Regions from separate parts of the Mus musculus genome. Here region 2 is linked to region 1. A link is a contact called in public promoter capture Hi-C data. All regions are on one chromosome and are shown on one strand. The core of a region is the stretch at or near the end of the contact, and the rest is flanking DNA. Distances in the headings are between cores, read along the strand shown. Region 1 holds the start of Agmo (alkylglycerol monooxygenase). Region 2 holds the start of Arl4aos (ADP-ribosylation factor-like 4A, opposite strand).

What was found. Promoter capture Hi-C pulls out the DNA fragments that hold promoters and counts their contacts.
Region 2: a contact with region 1 is called in a promoter capture Hi-C map of hippocampal neurons, with 8 times the contacts expected there. The contact joins the promoter of Arl4aos here to the promoter of Agmo in region 1.

Annotation. Positions count from the first base shown.
Region 1 is chr12:37,238,111-37,243,915 of GRCm38.p6, forward strand. Agmo (alkylglycerol monooxygenase) reads left to right here and starts at 3,529. Exons shown (of 13, transcript NM_178767.5): 1 at 3,529-4,057; 2 at 5,596-5,726. The coding sequence starts at 3,932.
Region 2 is chr12:40,035,498-40,041,302 of GRCm38.p6, forward strand. Arl4aos (ADP-ribosylation factor-like 4A, opposite strand) reads left to right here and starts at 2,580. Exons shown (of 3, transcript NR_166749.1): 1 at 2,580-3,008; 2 at 4,190-4,323; 3 at 4,608-5,801. Arl4a (ADP-ribosylation factor-like 4A) reads right to left here and starts at 2,490. Exons shown (of 2, transcript NM_001039515.1): 1 at 2,341-2,490; 2 at 1-1,336. The coding sequence starts at 1,249. The coding sequence ends at 647.

The DNA.
Region 1 (5,805 bases), core at 2,279-4,778:
ACGATGTCTCAAGTCCACTTCAGTCATGGGTTTACTTTCTGCAGATCCACTTTCCTTTTTTCTTCACATTTTTTTGTTCACTTCTAGGCCCTGCGGACTTCCTGCCTGCACTCCTATCTCAATTGCCTTTTAACACTGCCTAAAAGAAATTGTGAAGAAACCTCAAGTGCATTTTTTCCTTTTCTTTATCTCCCTTGGATATTGCTTCTGGCATAGACTGAATTTACTCTAAGGACCATATTTTCTTATGATTTCATCTTCTACCGGGTTGTAGCAGAACTTGATTTTTGATCAAATACCTTCTCTGTTATCCTGATAGAATAAGAAAGCTACTAGTTTTCTAGTGACATTTTTCTCTAGGGTTTTTATTCTATTCTTTGCATTTTTACTTCTGTCAATATCTCTGTAAATAAATTTTTGTATTCAGCTTCCTGTATATTAAATATCTACAGTGATTTTGATTACCTAGTATACATGAGTGCATGTATGTGCATGAGCGTGTGCACATATACACACAAACATACACATCTTTAATGTCATGGCTCCAGCTGCATATGTAGCAGAGGATGGCCTAGTCAGACATCAATGGGAGGAGAGGCCCTTGGTCCTGTGAAGGCTCTATGTCCTAGTGTGTGTGAGTAAATGCCAGGGCCAGGAAGCTGGAGTGGGTGGATTGATGAGCCATGGGGTGGGGGTAGTCACGTAGGGGTAGGGTGGTTTTCAGAGGGAAACCAGGAAAGGGGATAACATTTGAAATGTAAATAAAGAAAATATCCAATTAAAAAAAGAAAACAACCAACAACAAAACCAAAGCCTCACTACTTAATTACACACTGAATTGAAGAATGTTCTTGATTAAGTTGCTGATTCCAAGCAGCTAATATGCTCTACTATAAAATCCAAACCATAAGTGTGCGTCTAAATTGATATACAACAATAATAATTCTCTTTTGTAAGATCGGAGGGGATGATGAGACAAAATACCCAGGGACAGGGGAGGGTACCTCTTTGATGACAATGTTGAGTGTCTACAGTAAGAGATAGAGGACTATTGCTGTTTTACACTTTATTTATAATTAAGTTACATGTATTTTTATTTTGCCATGTGTCACATTGGTAATACCATAGTCATGGAAAAGGCAGAAAGAGCACTTTGTTGTACATAATTATTTTTGTTAAATGGGCATACCAAATAATATATTTATCTGTAATGAGAGTTGTCTATATTCCCAACAATTCTGCTGTAAGATTTACTTTGAAATGAAATTGGTTCAGTGTGACCAGTACATCAGGAAAGATTTGAACATGTCAACATTGTCTCTATGAATGTCTCAGTGAAAATCACCAGGTGACATTAGGAAACAACAGTCTCCTGACGAATGTAAAACTGCCCATCTTAGTAAATATATAAAGCATGAACATACACACCCATGCACACATTTTATTGGTGAAGCCTAGTTGGAGTGGAACACCCCAGTGTATTGGAGATGTCAGTACCATGGGATGATCACCAAGAACAGCAGCCGTAGTGGAGTGGATCAACCTGAGCTTAGAATGCTACAGAGGGCAGAGCTGGAAAAGTGATGCCAGCCCTTAGGCGGAGTTCAATAGATCAAGTGGAATCCCAGACACTGAAACAAGAAGCTGAAACAATGAAATTGCCTTGGAGACTCAAAGATGTTAAAGATGCCAGAGCCATGGGATACATGCTGAGAAAAGCTGCTAACAGGGAGTGGAACCAGCCCCAGGAGAAAGCAGTTTGTTGCAGTCAACAAAGATGAAAAAGGAGTGGAGATCTGAAGACCACTTTGACATCAGTCTTGGAGATGCAGAGTTTGCACACATTTTATAGAAATACTTTATACATGCACACATACCTTATATCTCCTCAGTTTTCTGTGTTAAATGCTGTTATCTCTAGTATCCATGCCTGATGCTATACCTTCTCGAGGTTCTGGTGGTTAATCTACTGTCAACCTGACTGAATTTGGAGTCACCTTACAGACACACCCCTGGGTATTTCTAGGAAGGTATCCCAGGGAGCACAAAGGTCCATTTATCCACAGATCTCCAACGAAACCAGGAATGTTAAGTTTCTAGGATTGTCCTTTCTGTTTTTCCAAAAGATGAGAATTGGAGATAATTAATTGTCCGGTGGTCTGCAATATGTTGGACCAGCCATATCAAGCTCTCACAATCAAGAATGAAGCCGGCTAGTAATTCAAATGTTCCTTACGTTACACATAAAGCCATTGGCTTCCTCAAGCTCCCACAACCCAGGAACAGAGAGAGCTAATAGTATAAATGACACTCACATTATCTATATAGCCAGACACTCCCTGAAACTCCCACAATTGAGAACAGAGATGACAACTACCCAAATGATCTCTATGTTATTTGTATCTACGGGAGATCCTTCCTTAGGCACTTAAACTAGTATAGGTAGCCTATCTCTACGTCCTACCTTCTTGGAATAAATGATATGTAGCTTGAGTTAAGTTTTGATGTAATTGTTACCTCCTTGTGCACAGAGGATTATATTTCATTTAAATATATTGAAGCTAAGTTGCCTGGCATCAGGCTTCTCTGACAAAGAGAAGTCTGACGAAGCTAACCTGAACCCAGTTCCTATTCTCATCACTTCATAGTTCATCTCCTTGCCTAACACCTGCAGAAGCACCCTCAGATTTTGCTAATAAAGACTCACAATGAGTCTGGATGGTACTATCTCATGATATGGGTCTCTGATTTAGTTAAGAAGCAATACAAGAGGAAGCCAGCTTAATGTCAGGATTCTTGATTTTCTCTGTATCCTGACTGCAAACAAAATATTACCATCCATTTTATATTTTCCCTACCATGGCTGTCCCTCCAGGATGGGCTGTATTTTATTTATTTATTAAACTGTGATCCAAAGTCAACCCATATTTTTTCCTTACGTTGCTGTGTCAGACGTTTTGTTACAGCAACATGAAAAGTGATATCAGGTTTCACACAACACTCCTTTCAATATAACCATAATATTCCATAGTAATCATATTGACTAAAGTTCACTCTGACTAATGTCAGAGTATTCACGAAAGGACCACACATTCCCTGACATTGCAATCAAGTGCCTTCTAGTCCTCCAAAAGAGTTCAGTGACTTTAACTCATTTTGTAAGGCACAGGGGAGGTCTCATGACAATCCCTGAACAGTTTCTTAGGGAGTCCCAATAAGGACAAAAAGGATAGAGACATGTAAGTTTCCACTGAACAGCTAGATTATGCAATAAACCGAGTGACTCTGAACTGGTTTGCAGAATGTCCAGAAGTTCAGTTGCTGAGTAGAAAGAAATGCATAGAGGGAAAGAAACCAGGCTCGACTGCAGAGAGGCAACTAATTATTACACAGACTGCCCATTGCTTCTCAGATAGGATTCTGTGAAGAAACAACAAATTCAAAGGCATTGTGCCTTTTAGAGAAAATGTCATTTTGCTCATGTGATCTGAGTTTTGGACTTCCACCACTTTATCAGAGTGAACTTTCACTTGTTCAAAAACTGGTTTGTTTGCTGGGTTACCTCTTTCATTTTCAAAGGCACAGTTACGTAAGCTTTATTTGTTTTTCTTTACTTCTCGTTTCAGTTGTTGATTAGTTACTTAAGCAACAGGCAAACTGCATTGTTTGCTTGTTTCTGTACGTCTTCCTTGTTCCCCCACTTCCTCTTCCTGGGGAATCTTCCACTGAACTGTGAACCTACTCTTGCTGCTAGTGTTCTGTGCCTTTGCACACAAACTCTGCTGTTGGCTGAGGTCTCTGTGGATCTTTGTTCTCAGCTCTTCTCTGACAAGGCTCGCTCTGTGCTACACTGTTCCTTTTCTTTGTTCAGTCTTGCACTTCTGCCACAGAACCACAAATATCTCCAGCTGGAAATCAGACAGGAACAGAAATGAGGAGCCCAGGAGCCCAAGACAATGTTTCAGTTTCTCAGGGTATGCGAGCGATGTTTTACATGATGGAGCCCAGTGAAACTGCCTTCCAAACTGTTGAAGAGGTGCCTGATTACGTAAAAAAGGTGAGCCTGTCTTGGAAGAGGCTTTTTTGCTTTTTTATTACTATATAAACTCAACATATCCCTAAGATTTGTTCAATTTTCTACTTCAAATTATTACAGCCTCATAAAAATCCAATTTCTTACAGTCATAAAGCAAAAGTACAAATTATTCAAGTGAATCAAACTTCGGTACAATATCTACATCTTTGCTTGCAAATTCCCTATTCTTCGCCCTAGAATATAAGAAGAAATTCAAAGTTTTTTAACATGGTGGCATTGCAAATTTGGCTATTAGAAAGAAATGTTAAATAGTTATACTACATCAGTAAACATTGTAACAAATTTATTTGAAAATGTTTAGCTTTTCTACTACCTCCAGGACGGCATTTCCTCTTTGATTTGGAAGAGTAGTTCTGCAGAATAAAGGGTATGCAGGCTGGCTCAGTAAAACTCCAACTTCCGAAGTTTGAACTTGAACCATTTTTTTCCCCTATCGTTTTACTTCTGTTGCTTGGCCATGATTGGAAGTGGAAATATCCAGAATTAGAGCCTGAGCAATAATGTTCCCCACCCTGTCAAAGTTGTTCCTACAACACTTACTAGTTCAGACCAGAAATAGGGAAACTATGACATCATGGAGCAAGTTCTTGAAAGCTCAGTTAGAAAACTTCCACCTCATTATTAGGGTTCACAAAATTGAAGCTCATAATGATTTTGAGATTTGATATTGCCATTTTGTTTATTGAAGAAAGATGCACCAATCCTGTCTTCAAAAATTATTCTTGTTTAGAATTATATTATTTAAAAATATATAATATATTATATATCATATATGATATAAGATATATTATATACGATATATGGTATATAATATTATATATAAGATGATATAAGGCATAAGATATAAGATAAGATAATGTATAAGGTATGACATATAACACATAATATTAATGTTAAATTATTATTTAGATTTTAGGCTTAAACCTAATCAGTGATTGATAGTTGCATACTCATTATTATAAAACCACAAGAATCAAAGCTGAAAGAATGAAAATTTGGTGCTGATACAATTTTAGGAAATTACATTTGCTAAGAGTCTCAGATGTTGTTTCTACCGCTTTCATGTCATATTCAGAAGTAGTTCTAGACTGCCTCATTTGTAAAAAGTCTAATTGAAGGTATTTTGAAGGGATTCTCCTAGAGTGACTCAAACTTGTTCAGGGTCAAAAGATAGGTTTTTATGTGATTAAATAATTTTAAATATATTTTCTTGAACTTGGAGCATTTCTGTCCTAATTTTACTTATTTTCTTGACATAATAGTGAAATTTGTACTTATGCTTTTATTTCATTTTACAAATTACATGGTATGGACAAATCTTTAGAGTATGTCTAAAATGCGTAAATTTTCTTGCTCATTGGCGTGGAAATAAGCCAGTAGTGTAAATGTTGTTACTCTGGAAAGGTGTAGCCTTCCCAGATATCAGAGAACTGATCAGAAAATTTAGAGGACTTGATATGGATCAGAATAGCATCTCTTCTATGTAATCTCCTTTCTAGGCGACTCCATTTTTTATCTTCTTGATTCTGCTTGAACTAGTCATCAGCTGGATTCTCAAAGGGAAACCATCAGGTCGTTTGGATGATGCTCTCACATCTATATCAGCTGGTGTTGTGTCTCGGCTTCCAAGGTGAGTCGCATAGTATAGAATAGAAGGTAAAAAAATCCAAGTCTTTCCCAGTGTAAAGCAGAGGGAATATCAAATGAAT
Region 2 (5,805 bases), core at 1,330-3,829, 2.8 Mb after region 1:
CTTGTCAGGAAAACTAACCCATGCACTTGAATATACCCCAAATATTTTAATTAATGCTAGACCAACTAAATTAAACATTTTCTAGAATTAAAGAGATAGCATTAAATTGTTTCCAGAATAACGTTAAAAACCACCTTGTCAAAACCTCCAGAAAAAATACTTCCTTCTTATCGCAGCGTGTTCAACTTAGCTGTGTGTGCATGTGTACACACTGATCTCCCTTAACATTTCCATTCATTAGCATTTTGTGTTTACAAAGCCTCGTTTGCAATTTCTTGGCAAAGGCTTCCCCCCAAAAGATACAAGCACAAAACACTAGGGCATACACTCTTCAAAGTTTTATTTCACTAACTTCAGGTCAAATTTCCACAAAATTGTTTTCTGGTCAATTACTAGCCTTTTTTGACTTCCCAAAATGGTAGTACCAAAAGATTTGTGGGTCAGGGAGAAGAGACCACTTTAAGAAGCATTGCATTGACTCATCTTCCACAAGGCAACAGAGTTGGGTATCTGACTGTTCAACAAAACAAAGCTTTAATAGCATCCATGAGGGCAGACAGGCAAACCAGGCTGTAGACACTCTTCAGCTTGTCAGAAATCAGACCCAGGAAAACCTATTCCACACCAATATAAAAGGTACTGCCATTCATCTCTTCTTTTTCTGTTGCCGCAACATTTTTCTCCTTTTAATTATCATATCATGTAGTTTCTCGAGTCCTTCCTTTAGCCCATCTCCTATGATTGCACAGGTGGGCTGCAAATGCCAAGGAGTCGATGAGCTCAGTTCCCCCATTGCTAACAACTTCTCAATCTCTGAGAGAGAGAGCGAGTTCCTCAGGTCTTGTTTATTAGCAACTATAAGCACAGGGACTCCCTGATTTTCGGATATCCTAGTTATTTTATGAAGTTCAGTTTTGGCTTCTTCCATTCTCTCAACATCGACAGAGTCCACCACAAACACAATACCATCTGTGCATCGGGTGTATGACTTCCACAGTGGTCTTAACTTCTCTTGACCACCTACATCCCAGAAGTGAAAAGTGACTGTTTTGGAATTGCCCAAGGTTACCTTAATTTTCTCAGTGTTAAATCCTTTGGTAGGTACGGTATTTACAAATTCGTTGAACTGCAGCCTGTATAAAACTGTTGTCTTTCCAGCACAGTCCAAACCCAGAATAACAATGTGAAAGGACTGAAAGGACGGCAGGCTGGACAGGATGGAAGTCTGGTCTGACAGTCCATTCCCCATTTCCAGCTGCAAATGGTGTCTCAAACTGAACGCGTTCTTCTTATCTGCTTACAATTTCTCTTCCTGGGTGATCGGGCTACGCGATTGCTGGGGAGGAAATGAGTAAGTTATTACTGTGAGCACATTAAAAATGGGGTTTCTCTACTTTCGCCAAAAATAAGCACATGAGGGACTTAATAAAACTTGCTGTGAGTAAACACACCAGATGAGGTAGTAGATGTATTCAATCCAAAACAAACGATGCCTAACTGTCACCCAAAGGCTTTCTTCGATCCACTCTAACTGCAGTAACGTGTACTTTTCTCTATTCTCTACGATCCCCGAACCTCAAAAGCTCATTCTGAAGACAACCCAGGCGCCACTATCTGGTGCCGGTCACCGTATCCACCACTAAAGTGCCTTTTCTTAGCAGAAAACTCAAAAAAAGCAGCCCTATCTGGGAGATCTAACCAGGCACGTCTCACCCGGCACCCAGGCTCACTTTCCTGGCTCCGTCCCCGCTACCAAAGCTCTCACCTCCCGGGCTGGAGTCGGGATTCCAATGGAGGGACATTGGCTGATGTGTCTCTCTCTCTCTCCCCGCGAGGAACACGCCACAGCTCCTCTCAACCGAGACCTCCGCGCCGCTCTGGCGGACGCCCCACAGGGAAGCCCAGACTCGGCCTCTGGCCACGCCCACCCTCACGGCCCACCCAGGCCCCGCGATCCCATTGGTCAGCGCGTCAGGGCCGCCCTGCCACTCCCGCCCCGGCGCCCTAATTGGCAAGGGTGCCTGCCACTCCCAGGGCGGCAGCGCCAGGGCTCGCTCTCGGCCCTCCGGCACCACCTGTTGCCCTGAGTGGGAAACGAGCAGGCATCGCAAAGGACGCCGAGCCCCTGCTGCAGGTCCGGTCGCTCGGCCGCCTCGCGCACCTGCAGCATGGGCCACGGTGACGCGGCCCTACGCGGCGGGAGCGGCCCACCGCGCCTCAGCTCGCCGTGCGCCCAGGCTCGCTGGGCCGCGCCAGCCCCTCTACACACCGAACGCCTCCGGCAATACTGCCTCCGCCCCGCCGCAGGCCTCTTCTCCAACATGACCCCGCGCCACTCACCTGGCTGACGGTCCTCCGTCGTCCCGCCTCCGCGGCTGTCAGCCGCCGGGGAGTCTGTCCCCGGGCAGCGGCGAGGCCTGACGGCGGCCGGGCCGACGCCGCGCGCCAGCCGGGCTAACGGTGCTCGCCAGCCTCGCTCCGGGCCGCGGCTCCGCCCCTCGCGCCGCGCCTGCCCGCGGGGGTCGCGCGCGCGCGTGCTGGCCGCGTCTCCTAGCAACGCCCAAACAAGGTCACGTTCCAACCCTTTCGGCGCCCGCCGCCGGCGCAGACGGGCGGGGCTTCGGCCGCGGGTTCTCGGTCTTTCTGCCGCCCCAGGCTGGGTGCGGGAGGGCGTCGCCGGTACCGCCCCTCTTCCTGTCACCCTAGGGCGGCCTCTGGGCGACCGCGGTGTTGATTCAGGGTCCTTGATGTTGGAGGACACTGGCCGGGTGGGTCCCTTACGTCACGTCACAAGGCAGCCTGGGGGAGTCTGCGCTGCCGCCCTCCCTAGCATGTGCTGGCTAGGATGGTAGCCTACCTTTTGTAAGCCAAGCGCTACCTCCTAAGTGAGTCTACGCCCCACAAGTTGGAACAGGAACCAATGCCCCTATTAAGGAGGAAGAAACGCACTTTGGAAACGCTAAATATTTCCAGTAGCCCAAGAAGAACGGGTGATGAAGCTGCAGCTGGTAACTTATGACTAGTGGTAAAGCACATTGGGCTCCATAGTGTAATTGTGTACCACTATGTTTGGCCTTAGGAGGCAAACTGTCGTTTTTGTGAATATTCCAGTCTTTGTAAAAACAGAATGAACCAAATTGGTCATGAACCAATTATAAAACGTGACCAGCAATCTTTTAAAGATGTTTAGAAAAACAAACAAAGGGCATTTTAAAGCTTGGTAGAACCTACAAGAAATTTTTATCTGGAAGGCTATAATAATAGTGCAATTTAAAAGTGTATTTTAAACTAGATTCTGGCCAAGCACTTGAGAGGCAGAGGCAGGCAGATCTGGATGCTTCAGGGCCAGCCTGGTCTACATAGAGAGTTGCAGGCCAGCCAAGGCTACGTAGTAAACCGTGACTCAATAGATACATAGATAGATAGATAGATAGATAGATAGATAGATAGATAGATAGATAGATTGTAACTTTCCTAAGAAATTTCCTGATCTTAAAATTACCATAGCCAGTAGTATTTATTTTATGAATAGTAGAAAGGATTGGGCTTCTTTCTGTTGTTTTTGTTTCTTTGTGGTTTAGTTTTTCTGTTGTTTTGTTGTTTTGGTTTTCGGGGCTTGTTTGTTTGGGTTTGGGGTTTTTTGTTTTGTTTTGGTTTGGTTTTTGGTTTTGTTTGTTTGATTTTTGGTTTTGGTTTTCAAGATAGGGTTTCTCTATGTAGCCCTGGACCAGGCTGGAATCAAACTCAGAAATTTGCCTGCCTCTGCCTCCCAAGTGCTGGGATTAAAGGCATGCACCACCCTCACCACTGCTCACCTTATTTCCATTGTTTTTAATAGCTGATATAAAAATCTAAGGAATAATAAGCACAGTGCCTAGCTTTAAGACAGCATCATTAATTTAGGAAGAAAAATCTCAAATGGCATATTCTATAAAGTTATTGAATGTAATCTGAACTAAAGATTGTAACTAAGTATGGGCTCTCATTAGCCAGTTACAGTTATTAACATAAAAAGGGAGAAAAGCTTTTGTTCAAGAACTGCTCTCCTTGGGAATTTTAACAGAGATTCTTTATTAAGCTTGAATTGCTTGCAAATCTCCTTAAATAATTTAAGGTAAAACTGCACCATTTATAGTATTTTTGAGATCAAGATCCTACAGGTATTTCATGCTCGGTTCCATTTTTGCAGTCATAGACACAAAGCAGGTGAGATCTGACAACAGTGAGACTCCATCCAGCCTTGCAGAAAACATCTTGCTGAGCTGCACTTCAGTGTGTTACTCTGAGCTTTTGACTAGAACGGCCACTAGCAGCCTGCAGCCTGTGAGTTCAATTTGAGAGATAAGTATTTTTCACGTGTCTTTAAGAACTCCAACGGAAAGAAAGACTATTTAATATAGACAGACCATCTGTGCCCCTAAAAAGCTTCAATTATTTGGCATCTACTGCTATACAGAAAAGTGTTTTGTATGCTTTATCTATAAGCAATAATATCCATATAAAAACAGCAGCAAATGATTAAAAAGCCACAAAATTTCTGAATCCCACTCTTCATTTTGCTGCACGGAGCCCATGTAGGTGTTTTACTTAGGTGCTCTTTGTTCCAGAAGGAGTTACCTTTGTGCTGCAGTTGAAGACCTGCACTGCTGCATCCTGAGGTGTCCTGGAGAACATCTGGAGGGTCTGTGGGAGATTTTATTTTTTGAGGGCAGCACTGCCATCTGTTGTAATGTGTTTGAAACTACAGCTGTTAAGTTTGCATCTACCTAAATATGGGCAAGTTTGAAACTCTCCTGAGACACTGACAAGGTTAGGCAGACACTAGGGCCTGACAACTTTCACTTTTTAGTTTCAGTTCTCCAGACTCAGCTCAAGACCTCTCCTGTCAGAACCATCAAAAGAGGAAGCAGGGATTGATGATCATATTTAAGAAGGTGTTCTGATTAACTAATGACAAGCCATCTTGAGCAACTATTTTTAAAATGTATAAGTTTTCCTTTCCAATAACTATGCTGGTGAACTGACACTGTTTCCATTTTTAACCACATCTCCAATATCAGAACAGTTCTGATGTTTGTTCTCCCTCTAAGACAGAAAGCGTGAGGGTCCATTGCTGTTGTTCTCAAAATTTCTCAATGTACCCCAAGATTTCCCCTCTCGTTCTGACAGAGCTAAGGAGAAGGTCAGTGTGCCTGCTGGATACTGGTAGGTTAAAAAGATCATAATGCAAGAAGACTCTCACCCTTCAGTTTCTCTGAATCTTGTTCTATATTTTCTCTCCAGGAAACCTGCTCCAAATTCTGGTGCAGATCTCAGTAAAAAGGTTTTTATTAACAGGCTGAAGTGTTTCAATTCACTGGAATTGGCACACTACACATTGGAGCCAAACTACCATGGTTCAAGTCATGCTCTGTCAATGTTGACTAGTCTCTGATCTCTATTATATTAAGAAAGGTGAGGGCTGGAGAGATGGCTCAGCAGTTAAGAACACTAACTGCTCTTTCAAAGGCCCTGAGTTCAATTCCCAGCAACCACATGGTGGCTCACAACCACCCATAATGAGATCTGACATCCTCTTCTGGTGGGTCTGAATTCAACTACAGTGTACTTATGTATAATAAATACATCTTTGGATCAGAGTGAGCAGGGACTGAGAAAGCAGAGTTGACTGGAGCAAGCTGGGCCAATCAGAGTGAGCAGAGGTCCTAAAAATTTCATTCCCAACAACCATATGAAGGCTCACAACCATCTGTACAGCTACATTGTACTCACATACATAAAATAAAAAAATAAATATTGAAGAAG